Regions from separate parts of the Sus scrofa genome. Here region 1 is linked to region 2. A link is a contact called in public HiChIP or PLAC-seq data. All regions are on one chromosome and are shown on one strand. The core of a region is the stretch at or near the end of the contact, and the rest is flanking DNA. Distances in the headings are between cores, read along the strand shown. Region 1 holds the start of SYT16 (synaptotagmin-16). Region 2 overlaps PRKCH (protein kinase C eta type).

What was found. HiChIP or PLAC-seq counts read pairs in DNA pulled down with a chosen protein or histone mark.
Region 1: a contact with region 2 is called in an H3K27ac HiChIP or PLAC-seq map of alveolar macrophages. The contact joins the promoter of SYT16 here to the enhancer-like site in region 2. A contact is called at or near these places in 12 of 47 Hi-C or Micro-C datasets (blood, embryonic fibroblasts, fibroblasts and 5 more) and 2 of 2 datasets of contacts at active chromatin or transcription factors (alveolar macrophages and skeletal muscle).

The regions. Positions count from the first base shown.
Region 1 is chr1:190,732,012-190,738,885 of Sscrofa11.1, forward strand. It overlaps SYT16 (synaptotagmin-16), which reads left to right and starts at 3,886. Exons shown (of 10, transcript XM_021062549.1): 1 at 3,886-3,982. The coding sequence starts at 3,970.
Region 2 is chr1:190,344,565-190,351,222 of Sscrofa11.1, forward strand. The region is part of intron 9 of PRKCH (protein kinase C eta type); the gene reads left to right. Among named protein-coding and RNA genes, the nearest start is that of PRKCH, 140 kb to the left of the region's middle. Within about 2 kb of position 2,492, at least 10 of the 83 cell types and tissues checked have an H3K27ac peak or open chromatin away from gene starts, as enhancers often do. A contact at or near this core is called in alveolar macrophages, omental adipose tissue and retroperitoneal adipose tissue, where this site is marked.

The DNA.
Region 1 (6,874 bases), core at 2,636-5,135, 390 kb after region 2:
CCAAGATGATGTCGATCCCATCATGCCACAGTGGGAGCTCCTGCCAGCAACTCTTTCATCCAAAACCTATGCCTTCCTCTGTCTCTAGTTCAGATGCTTCCTCTGCAATGGCTCCTCCTCCTTCCCTTGGATGTGGAATGGAATCCCAGTTTGAAAGGGGCTTAGGTAGTTTTCACTCCTTTTATGTAACTTCATGTACCTTGTGGATTTCCCTATCTCTAATTAGACCTTGGCATCTGTGGCCTAGGTTGTGTACAGAACCAAAGGGGCCAAAATCTTAGCTTTTGAATTTCCAAAGCTAAGGTCCATGTACAAGGCACAGATTTACAAGAATATAGGATGTTTTAACAGTCATTTTTCCAGCCCTTTAGGAGACAGATTTTTCTTGGCCACAGAGAGAGCAGGGTCATCTAAGAGGGCACTTAGGTGGGATTCTGCTGAGGGTGTGAGAAGACAAGGGCAGGTGTGGACAGTCCTTTCCTACCCCATTCTTCCTCGCTGGTGGAACCCACCTCGTGTCATGGAAGCTGAAAATAACATGTGCTTCCCCAGTCTCCATTTTTTACAGCTAGAGTTTGTTTGTTTGGTTTTTTTTTTTTTTTTGCTTTTTTAGGGTTGCACCCAAGGCATATGGAGCTTCCCAGGTCAGGGGTTGAATTGTAGCTACAGCTGCGGGCCTACTCCAGAGCCACAGCAATGCCAGATCCTTAACCCACTGAGCAAGGCCAGGGATTGAACCTGCATCCTCATGGATACTGGTCAGATTCATTTCCGATGAGCCACAATGGGAACTCCCATTACAACTAGAGTTGATGGAGGGATCTTGTACAAAGATTGCCATCACTGATGGCAGAGAGAGAGAGATGAGAAGGGTACCCCTCCCCCCTCCTTTGGAAAGGTATCATGTGAGCGTCTGAGCTTGTATCTCCTTGTGATCATGAAGGGGAGCTGCTGCCAAAAGCCTGACAATGGCAGAGTAGGAAGATGGGAGCAGTCTGAGTTTCCAGTGACATTCCTGAGATGCTAAACTAACCTTAGGACCACCCACCTTGCATTCCTTGTTCTGTGAGATAATCCTATGTTCCTACTATTGAAGCCACCCTTATGCAGTTGTATGTAATTGAAAACATCCTTCATTCATTCCTTTCATTTTCTTAGAGAAAAGACAGGACCAGTGGGTGACCAGTAGAACTTCCAGGTGGATTGGGAACTTAAGGGGTCCTCTGTCTGACATCATACTTAACATCTGGTTTGTTGGCAAGCCGTGAGGGGTGCTTCTCGATCACCACAGGAAGAGAAAGATGACAAAGGAATGATGGGGTGAGAAAAGGCCTCAGGCTCCTGCCCAGATTTACATGTTTACCCAGAATGGCATGGCCACCTGGCCCTCCTTCCCCTCAAGATCAATGGGGAAATTCAAGGAGAAAAAGACCAACCCAGAGAGGCTTTGGGTGTGGGTGAGAGGACCAAGCAGTGGCTGCCACAGTCATGGACGGATAACTGGGGCATGTTCCGGATCAGGGAGATCTGATGAGCTCTGAAATCCAGACAAATGGTCCCTCACAGGGAGGAGGTGGTACCTGAGGGCCAGACGTCCCTTTTTTTTTTTTTTTTTTCATTTTTGAAAGTTTTATTGAAGTATTGTTGATTCTCAGATACCTTTTCACATCTGCGACGCTATCCAAAACTTTCCTCCAAACATGGATACAACCTCCATGAAAAGTGGGGAGGGAAGCCTCTGAATTGCCTCTGAATTGATGGACTTCACTCCCAACTGACGTAAATCAAGCTTCCTCACAATAGGTGGAATACAGACTTGGGCCAGTAAGTTAACTTAAGAGTGAACTTATTCCTTTTACATATATTTGAATATATGGACAGAAATATATTTCCTTCCAAATAGTCCTCTATCTTAAAAAATAAAACCAAAAAACCAGTCTCACTTCACCCCTGCTCGCTTTCTCAATTTCTCATTCCCTGTACCGCCAAACTTTTGGAGAGAATTATCTACACCGAGGGCTGCTCCGCTTGGAAGATGTACTTATTACTTAACCCCTTGTCATCTGACATCTGGCTCCAGGTTAATAAACATGCTTTCAAACTGATCAGTCCTTCAGAAAATGATTATTAAACCTGTACTTTATGATTTTTCCTTTCTGAATGAGACAAGTAGGTTGAATTAATGAATAAAGAAGCTGGTGTTCCCTTTGTGGCTCAGTGGTTAATGAACCCGACTAGGATCTATGAGGATGTAGGTTCAATCCTATCCTTGCTCGGGTTAAGGATCAAGTGTTGCCGTGAGCTGTGGTGTAGGTCACAGATGTGGCTTGGATCTGGTGTTGCTGTGGCTGTGGCGTAGCCTGGCAGCTGTAACTCCGATTTGACCACTAGTCTGGGAACCTCCATATGCCGAAGGTGCAGCCCTAAAAAACAAAGCAAAAAAAAATTAAGCAACCTTACAAATGTTCTATCGACCTTTCAAATGAGTCCAGGCCCAAATCACCATCTTCCTCCTCAAACCAGCTTAAACTCCTGATTTGTGAACCTCCCACAGGGTCAAAACTCCGGGTTCACCTTGAATCCTCTTTTTACTACTGTTCTCCATCTAATCTATTTCCCTTTTTGCTTTCGAGCTGACCGCAGATGGATGGTATGAAAGTCAAATATGGTTAAGTAGAAGCATGCTTCAGAATCACCTGTGTGAAACACACAGAATCAAACACAACACAATGCTCCTCACCCCACTGCAGATATCCTGGCTCTGGATGTGGATGGAGGCCAAGCAGAATATCAGTGTCTCCCTCATCTGTACTCCACAGTGATCAGAGAGGATGTCTGGCCTGTCCCCTGCTTGCTTCCTGGTCTGCCTCTCCTTACTCCAGTGTCTTCTTAAGCCTAGCCCGGGGATGGGAGGATCCCTACTGATGGTGCTGAGGGTGCTTCCCCAAATGCATCAAACAGATATGTCTATAAGAAGGAAATCGCTGTCCTATGCTTTATGTTTGAGTTATTTGATTCTTTACATAATGGATATGGGGATCTCACATACCGAGAGTCCATCAGAAATAGGATCCTGGACTTCAAGACCATAAATACAACTCTCACGGGTGGTTTCAGCTCAGAGCCCTCCTGAATCAGGAAGGGCCTGTGAGGCGCGGAATTCATTCACTGGCTCACTCCTTTAGGCTCATCTGCTTACTCAAGAGTCCACTCACAGTCAGCTGTAAAGCTGGGTTTGGCTCCGTTGTCAATCAGTTACTCATGCCCCCGCATCCAGTTAGTTGGACATTTATTCAATCATTCATATATACCCATGGGCCTCTGTTATATAGCCATCCATCCTCACCTCAACAGATATTTACTGAGACCCTACTGTGTGTCAGACACTCGTTTCACATCGGAGACCAAACACCAGCGAGCACAAGACCGCTGGAAGCTACCAGGATGCTGTTGGGCAGTTTTCCCAGGAGTTCTCTTGGCGCCTGGAGATTAATGTCCTGCACCTGGCTGAGCGTCACCTCCCACTCTCAACTCTTCCTGCTTTGCTCCTTCCAGCGGCTGGGACCCACCGACTCTAGGTCCCAAACCGCAGGCACGAAGGTCGAAGCAGGGATGAGGACCCTGGAAAAGGTGAGACAAAAACAGGGACGTAGCACAGAAGAGAGTGGAAAAGGAGCGTGGCCAAGAGCGTTTTTCCCAGCGGCTGCATTCACGGTCTACGGGAGGGGCGGAGAGGAGAGGGTCAGCCGCGGGGCGCGGGGTCTTGGGCCGCTCTGCCCGCGGGGCTGGGCGCTCGCAGCGTGGGCAGGGCAGCTGGGCCAGTGGCGGCGGCGCTGCGGGGGCGCGCGGCGGGAGGGGCTGTGCGCGGCGCGGCCCCCGAGCGCGCGGGGCCTGGCGAGGAGCGCGCCGGCCCGGTTGGGCGCCGGTATCCCAGGCGCCGGCGGCAGCCCGGCAGCCCTCCGCCGGACCATGGCGACCGACAGTAAGTGCCCTCCGGCGGCGGAGGCCCGGAGCGGGAGGCCGCGGGACCCAGGTGCGGGAAGTTTTCCTCTTCCCGACGCCCGCCTTTGTGCCAGGCTTGCGGGAGCCGCGGCCCGGTGCCCACTAATCCCTCTGCCCATCACCTTGTGTTACCCGGCAGGACTGGGGAGGCGCAGGTGGCTCTGGCCGCCGGTCCGCGAGGGATGTGGCAGAAGGACGGCGGGCGCTGGGGTGGAGGGGACGCGCGATGCCTCGGGGCCTGCCATCGAAGCCCTTCGCGGGGTGGGGGGGTGTCCCCGGGTCCAGGGCCGGCCTTCAGGGAGTTAAGCCACCCAGGCACCGCGAGCTTTTCGCGCTGAGTTCAAGGTTCAACTCGGCTTCTGGGTTGGGTTTGCAAGCTCGACTTCTGGGCATAAAGGTGGCTTGACTACTGGGCCGCCCCGGGGCCCCTCCCGGGACATGTTCCCAGCGGCCAAGACAGTGGCTGGTCACCGTGGACGGTGACGAGATGAGTATGTGGACGGACGTGTCAGGTTAAAACTACTGAATGGACATGTTGGAAGGCGCCGGGTTGGCCTTCTTTTGGCATCTTGGCACCACTGCTTTCTTGGCTCAGTCCTTTGGGAAATGGAGTCACGTCTATGAAGGCTGGTTAAGTTACGTGTATGGGAAGCTGGATACGTGTTAATGGAACCTCAAAGGGAGGTAAGAGTAAAACCACTGGTCACACCTGCTGCACACCTACCTTGTAGGAGGTGTTATGTCTGAGCAGCACAGACCTGGCGCATGTGAGGGACTTGATGAGTGAGTGAATGGTATACTGGCTAGAGAGGCCCTTTAGTAGGCATTTTTGAGAGGTGAGAAGGGACAAAGATGGGGTCAAAATTTCTGCAGTAATTTATTATTCTTTTTCTCTTAAACTACCATCCCCGCAAAGAACCCAGCTTTGCTATAGTTCAGAGAGCTTGGGTTTTGTAGCCAAACACACCTGTATTTTCAATCTTTCAAATTCACTTCTGTGGGACCATGGCAGATGTCTTCAGTTGCTTTATCTTTAAAGTCAGGACAAGCTGTCACATCTCCTGCACTGGGATAAACACAGAGTTGGCTGTTATTGCAGGGCGGTTGCCCTTTCTCTTTGCCATCAGTTTATATGGATGAAGATACCAACATCCTCTCCCCCTTTTTCAATGAAAAATTTGAGAAGAGGTGTTTATAATAGATTTGGCTCATCTAGGCCAAGCCTCTCTTTTTCTCTGCTCATTTTTAAAAACTTTACCTCATGCTCTCTCTTTTTTTCTGTCGAGGAAAATAAATTATGGATTTCAGCTTTTATTAAAATAAGACTCAACAAAGAGGAAAATAATTATAATTGGCCTTATATTTCTTAAGAAAAACAAAGGCAAGGGGGGAGGGATAAATTAGGAGTTTGGGATTAACATATACACACAACTCTAAGACAGATAACAGCAAGGACCTACTATACAGCACAAGGAACTCCAGTCAATATTCTATAATAACCTATATGGGGAAAGAATCTGAAAAAGAATGAAAATAAATAGCTGAATCACTTCACTGTATGCCTGAAACCAACACAACATTGTAAAGCAACTATTCTCCAATAAAATTAAAAAAAAAAAGAAAAGAAAAACAAAGGCATAGGGGCTTGAAGTATCTATAGGCAATTTTTTTTTCATCTTACAAAAGCACTGGGACAGTGTTCCATTATTCATTTTCTTATATTTAAGATATGATACATTTGGTATCCGAGAGAAACAATTGGCCATGCTCTACCCAATTTATTTAGAAAAATGTTTCTTCTACATCCTTACATGGTATTTTCAGCTCTACTGAAAAATCAAACTTTAGCCCATTGGTTTTGTTTGTTTATGGAAAAAATTGTGGAGTTCCCTTCAGGGCCCAGAGGAAATGGATCCACCTAGGAACCATGAGATTGAGGGTTCTATCCCTGGCCTTGCTCAGTGGGTTAAGGATCTGGTGTTGCCTTGAGCTGTGGTGCAGGTCGCAGACGAGGCTCTCATCCTGCGTTGCTGTGGCACTGGCATAGGCTGACAGCTAAAGCTCCCATCATACCCCAAGCCTAGGAAACTCTGTGTGCCTCGGTTGCAGCCCTAAAAAAAAGGACAAAAAGACCAAAAAAAAAAAAAAAAAAAAAAAAAAGAAAAGAAAAAGAAAAAGAAAACGTTGTAATGAAATTCAACCAGCTCAAACTCTTCAACTGATTTTTAGGTGTTCCTAATTATGTTCATTTTCAACTGGCATGAGGCTGAAACTCTGAAAGGTTTCCAAAGCATAGAGGATAATTAGTTCATCTTTGTTCCTATGCAAAGTAATGTGAGAGGAGTTCCCTTGTGGTGCAGTGGGGTAAGGATCTGGCACTACACTGCAGCAGCTCAGGCTGCTGCTGTGGCGTGTGGGTTTGATCCCTGGCCTGGAAATTTCCACATGCCTTAGGCGTGGGCCGAAAAACCAAAAACCAAACAAACAAAAAAACCAAAATAGTGTGAGAGGCTTACTATGTGTCCCTACTAGGGAAATGAAAAATTCCCTGAAAATCTCTATTCCCGGGGTCTGTGATTCAGTAAATCTGGCTTGTAGCCTGAGAATTTATGTTTCTATCAAGCTCCAGGTGATGCTGAAGCCACCCTGCTCCCTGTCCTTCTCTTTAGGTATGGGAATGACAGGTGAGAGACAGTACATGCAGAGAATGACAGTCACTTCTTCAGTGCTGTCATTGCTTGGCAAGTACATGGCCTCACAAACATGTATCAAGCCCAGGCGGTGTTGCCTGAGGGCTATAGCTGACTGCTTTCTCTATTTTTATACCCCAAGAAATTTCCCCTTGAGACAAAAATTTGTTCTAAAGCTCAGC
Region 2 (6,658 bases), core at 1,242-3,741:
CATGAGAAACACCTTCATATCCTTTCTTGAAAGAAACAATTATTACTAGTTTCCAGTGTAGCCTTTCACAGATTTTTTTTTGCACATAAAAACCTACACATTTTGTTCATCCATATTTATTTTAGAAAACACACATAAAGGGTAGTATATATTTGGCCACTATTCTGTACACCCCCCTCTTTTTAAGAGAAAAAGTCCAAAATAGTTTTATTGAGGGAATAAATCTCTATAATGTAGCTTGCAAAATGTATACAATTTAAAAAATTAAGCTATAGTTGATAAGTAACACTATATTAATTTCAGCTATACAAAGTAATGATTTGCTGAGTTCCCATTGTGGCTCAGTGGTAATGAACCTGAGTTCCGTGAGTATCCGTGAGGACATGGGTTCAATCCCTGGCCTCACTCAGTAGGTTAAGGATCCACATTGCCATAAACTGTGGTGTAGGTCACAGATGCGGCTCGGATCCGGCATTGCCGTGGCTGTGGCGTAGCTCTGATTCAATACCTAGCCTGGGAACTTCCATGTGCCGTGGGTGTGGCCCTAAAAAAGACAATAAATAAATAAATAAATAAATAAATAAAGACTTGCTCTTTCTATATGTGATAAAATGACCACCACAATAAGTCTGTTAACATCCGTCATCATACATAGTTACAGTGTTTTTGTTCTTGTGATGAGAACCTCTAAGAGCTACTATCTTAGCAACTTTCACATACGCAGTGCTGTGTTATCAACTCTAGTTGCCATGTTGCACTTTTCATGTCCATTCACCTCATTTTTTTGAAGACTGTAATAACATATCTTGAGATTGTTTCCTCTTTGTACATACCTGGCTGTCTCATTTGCCAATGGCTGCATAGTATCCTATTTTAAGAATGTGATGCATTTCATTTAACTGTTTCCTATTGCTGAATATTTAGGTTATACTTTTTTTCAATCCAAGTTTTAGTGAGTCCACTTATACTTTATCTTTACGTACTTGTACTGTGATTTCTATGTGATACTCTACTAGAAGTGGTCTTGCTTGGTCAGCAGTAGATGCATTTATAATTTTGATGGAGTCAAAATTATATCTTACCTCACTGCGGTTAGAGATAGCTAACATGTTATCACTTATGTACCGTTCCAAGTGCTTTATGGGTATTATCTCAGCAATCCTTACAGTAATCCTATGAAGTATGTTCTATTAGCATCCCTCCCATTTTACAGATGAGCAAACTGAGGCAGGAAGACATCTAGCTTCCAAGTGGCAGAGGTTTTCAGGCTAGTCCATCTGAATACTGAGCCCAAGCTCTTCCCACCTGCTTGCTGTATTTCTAAATTCTCACTCCCAAACCACGTGAGAGAAAGCTTATTTCCCCCACCCTCCTATCGTGGCAGGCTACTTGTCATTTTGATGGTTGGAGAGGTTTTGAAAAAAAGTGTCTTTAGAGTTCTGATTGGCATTTCTCTGACAGTGAGTGATGCTGAGCTTTCACATATGTTTAAGGGCCATGTATGTTGACACAGTCACATGTGCAGCCTGGAGAATGGATGGAGCAGGGAAAGCTGGAAGCTGGGAACAGGGAGGAAGTGTGAAGAGGGACACATGGCATGTACTTCCAGGCAGTCCAAGTATATCCTGAGGAGCCGGGGCTTCAGCTAATAGCTTCTGGGGCACTCCTTCTTCCCGCCCCTCATGGTCTGGGCTCCTTGAGGCCATACCCTCCTCACCAGAGTCTTCAGTGGCTCCAGGAGCCCTGCTGCTCTGCCCTGGAATCTCTGCTTCCTATCCCCAAGTCCCATGATTCTTCAGAACTCCAGTTTTGTCCATCCTCCCCTGCTACCCGGAGTACCACCCAAACGCTACTTGCCATGCTCTGTACTCTGTTCCCCTAAAGCCTTTCCTCTGCCCTCACAAATTGTTTGCTCAGAGAATAGTGAGGTGGCGGCTCTGGGCTCAGGAACATGCTTAGAAAGAAGGAACACTGGTGGGTGGTACTGGGCTTCAAGCTCACCTCCCCAGTCCATGGGTCAGGCAGGGCCACACTCAGGTCATCTTCCCAGGGCTGCACCAAAAAACAGATGGTTTCCTATGACTTTGGTCAGACGATAGTAACTGGCTGATAACCTTTGAGTCAGACCTTGACTGACATGGCTGTTTCAAGTTACTGTAATGAACAAATAAAGAACTGTATCCTACTCAAGTCCAGGGGACTTTTACCTACTAAAGGAAGTCCTCGTGATGCTAGAACAGCAGACTGAGATCTTAAGAACAATTAGTGGAAAAGAAATTAACCTGGGACATATTGGAAAATCAGTGACTATAGCATATATATTGCAGAATTTTCAAGAGCAACCTGAAGTATATAATATCCCTCAATGTTAGTGTCCATGTGGGATTTCCACTGTTTCGCAGGTGAAGCCTTTAAACAACACTGGCCATTTTTCCCCCGTGACAGTTTTATGTATGGCCACAAGGTGGCAGTCATTACCGCAAGGTGATTTTTATTTCTTCTCCCGGGAGAGAAAGGAGCTGCCTTTGGAGTTTAAAATTTGTGCTTTGCACTAGAGGTCTCCAAAGCAAAGGATAAAAGGAATTTCCACTTGCCCTAAATCTAGATGATAAACCAAGTGCTGGGAACCAAAGGCATTTTTCTCCTGCTGAGATAGAGATATGTAATTTTCATTTTGCTGTAGTTGAAGTTTTCTCTTGGATTTGCGAGTATCAGGCTCCACTAGCAAGGATGGCCTTTGCTCTCTGCATCTGTCCATCTGTCAGAAATCCTCAGTCACTATCCTCATTTGCTATTGAAAAACTAACTCTCAAGAACAGCAAACATGAGTGATCATGAGAAATTACAGAGGGTAAGGTTCTACTTTTTAGCTCCTGGGTTTGACAGGCCCTGACCTCTGAAATGAGATGCTAATAAGCGTGTAATGCTGAACTGTGACAGTCTCCCGAGCAGAATTAGAGGTGAGCTGAGGGAGGTGTGGGGGTCACTCCCCAGCTGTCTGCAACGTTATCACTTCTTCGTGAAAATGCTTGTAGAAGCAGCCCTCCTCTTGCAGCCCAGCCCCCACATGGAGTGGGTGTCTTTCAGGCCAGAGAAAGGGAGCAACTTGCTGAGGGTCCCTCGGGCTGTGAGTGGTGGAGACAAGGTTCATCTCTGGGTCAGGCTGACTGTGGAGGCCGGCTCCATCCACTTGCCGTCTCCCGCAACACTTAGCTTGTTGATTGTCCATCTACTAAAGCTTGTTGATTGTCCATCTACTAAAGCACCTCCTATCTGCCCTGGCTCCCCTCCAACCCCCTGATAGGGAGACAGCTTATCCCTTGGAAATGGAAGACCTGATTCCTTCCAGCTCTGTTTTCTTCTGTCCTAATGGCTCGTGACTACCTTAAAATTCCTCTGAGCCTTCAGGTTCTATGGTTGAGATGAAAGCAGGATTGCGGTGAGGACCAGAGGCGAGAATGCAGATGTGGTGTTGTTGCACGTGCAGCACTGTTCAAAAGCTAGTATGGGCCGGGTGCTTTGATGACCGCCTCCTTCCCCACCCCAAAGACAGATGTCCCCAGGGGCCAGCACAGACCCCACCCAGACACACCCCACAAAATAGAGTTTGGGAGCTCCTTTTGTTCTTGGCCAAAACAAAAAGATAAGCAAATTTCAAACAACAGATAATTTATCAAGTTTGCTACATAGGATTTTGAGCCCATCAATTATTGCCCCTGATCTTTTCATGATAATACATGCAACCTGCAAGTATATCATGATGTTGGCATCCTCATAAATTTCTGAGAGCATTGCCGATCCTAATAGTTTGTAAATGATTTGATAGTCTGGATCATGACTTACAAAAATGCTTTCTAGCCTTGGATCTGTTGATTTTATTTCTGATAATCTAGCTGTAGAAAACAATGTAAAGAGTGAATAAAGGTTATGCATAAAGATGTTTAATTTTCATTGCGCTCGTTACAGTAGGAAAATATTGGACACAGCCTCAGCGTTCAGCAATAGGAATCCACTGCAATACTCTTCTGTTTGGTGGTGGTTTTCAGCCAGGAGAGAAATAATTGCATATTGAGTAGCTAAATGGTTGTGTGTCACTGTCAGAAACCTCTGACATCTATTATTTACTGCATACAATCCTTACATCAGCCCTAGAAGATAGGTCTAGTTATTATCTTTATTTTCCTGCATGATAGAGTAAAGGAGTTGTTACTTGCTCTAAATCTAGTGTGGTACATGGTGGAGCTAGGAGATGGGAGCCCAGGAATGGAACAGAAGTGATGATCGTGAGCCTCATGAATCCATATCAGGTTCTGCCCAGGACAGTGACTTGGCCAGCCTGGTCACTCCTCCAAAAAAAGCCTGAAAGGAAATGATGCCAGGAATCTATCAGGGCCTGTTACTCAGGTAGTGGAATTACGGATGATCTTTCTCTTCTTTGTTCTGTCTGCCAGCTGCTGTAATGTATTTCTGTTTCTTTGTCAGTGGGGGTGGGAGGAGTGAGGTGTTCTGAAGTGGGGGGTGCAGCCTGGTGATGTGACACCGTGTTCCCCACTCTTTCAGGTTAAATTCACTTCACATTTCCTTCATCTCCAGCAGTGACTGTGGTGTCAGCAGCTGAGCCGCTGGCATTTGAGGCCTGGAATCTGGGGCTCCCCTTGGCTCTGTTGGAACCCTGGCTGAGTGCTGAGGGCAGGACAGGAGGACAAAGTAGTGGGAGCAGCAGGAGGGGGATGGCAGAGTCAACCCTGGTCAGATGCTTTAGCCTTTGTTCAGAGACCCAGTGTGTTAAAGCAGAGGTTTCCGTTTGGAAAACCTCAGATGCACTGTGCCCTGTGCTCAGGAGCTGTCTCTGGTCTCCAGGGCCCGGGCCACGTGAAGCCATGAGTCTGTTTTGGGGGAAGAACTTAGGTTTGCCTTTGTGACCTGCAGCCCAGGGAGGGTTACAGATGACCCGGGAATGCCTTTAGCAGGGACAGAGCTCATGCTCTCAGCTCCCTCCTGACGGAGTGTCCCAGGTCATCTGTGAAGCAGTGCACCTGGAGTTCTTGGCAGGGGTATGACCTTTGTTGAGAAGCCACCCCTCAATGTCAGTCACAGGGCAGAAATCCTGCCTTTGGGGGTAGCACAGACAGGAATATTTGCTGTCAGCTTACTCGACCGGGGCAAACTGACTTCAGTGCACTTAAGTCACACTTAAAATATGTATGTCTGAAAATCACCCAGCAGCATGGGTGCAAGGAAACTGTCTTTTCTCTGGGTTCTCCACTGTTATATTAAATATTAGCAAAGGAGTGTATGGATGAGAGAGAAAGACAGAAGAGAGAGGCAGCAGGAAAGTCATGTGACCCTGGACCGTGTCTTTCAAATTTCATCAGGAGCTGTCTACACTGCAGCCTTCAATGGGGGAGCTCTGAGTTCTCATCCTGACCTAGCCAAAACCCCCTTGTCTTGAAGAAGGTCCCCTGCCTTGGATTTTTTTTTTTTTTTCCCAGTTAAGTACCTTTACCTAAATCTGTATTCTTCTGTCATGGACCTGTTGTCAGAAATTCCTTCCAGAGGGACGCTCCACTGGCTTTATGCATGTGCGGTCAGGAGGTCAGCCAGCCCTAAAGAGCCCTTCAGCTCTCATTCCCTGTCCCAGGGTTCAGGGAATACCTGGCAGTGGCAGCCAGGCCCAGGGATGAGAAGATGCATTTGGTCCCTAAGCTCTAAGTCACAGTGACATCCTGGGCCAGGGCTGGGTGACAGTGAGTTAGGTGAGGAGACAGGGAAGTACAGCCACAAAAGCGGAAAGACTTCTCCCTCAGCAGGGCAAGGCCTCTGTGAACACCTTACATAGCTGGTGGATCCTCGGAGCCTAACTGCCCCAGCCTTGCAGAAGGGGTGGCTGAAGGATGAAGTAGCAGCAGCTGCTATTCACTGAGGCCCTAGCGGATGCTGGATACTTATGTTCATTACCAGGATCTGGACAACTGGGCATTTAGGTATTTTTCACAAATATCTTTTGGATGAAATATCTCCTGATGCCCACGGTAATCCACAACAAATACGAAGTGTAGATACTATTAGCCTCATTTTTTCCCCCTGAATCTAAAAGTATTTAATTCTCTTTATTTATTATTATTATTATTTTTTGTCTTTTTTTAGGGCCGTACCCATGGCATGTGGAGGTTCCCAGGCTAGGGGTCCAATCAGAGCTGTAGCTGCCAGCCTACACCACAGCCACAGCAACGCCAGATCCAAGCTGTGTCTGTGACCTACACCACAACTCACAATAACACCAGATCCTTAACTCACTGAGTAAGGCCAGGGATTGAACCCACAACCCGGTTCCTAGTCGGATTCATTTCCACTGCACCATGACAGGAACTCCTAATTCTCTTTATAAATACATGCAAAGAAGAAAGTAAAAATAATTCACAATCTTACAGGCCAAAGACAACTCTTATTAGCATTGTCATATATGATCTTCCAGGCTTCTTCAATGCATAAAGACTAAACTACCAAGTTTATTCCACATTATCTTTTTTCATTTTTATTTTTTCCATCATAGTTGGTTTACAGGGTTCTGTGAGTTTTCTACTATACAGCCAGGTGACCCAGTCACACATACCTATATACATTCTTTTTCTCACATTATCTGCTATCATGCTCCATC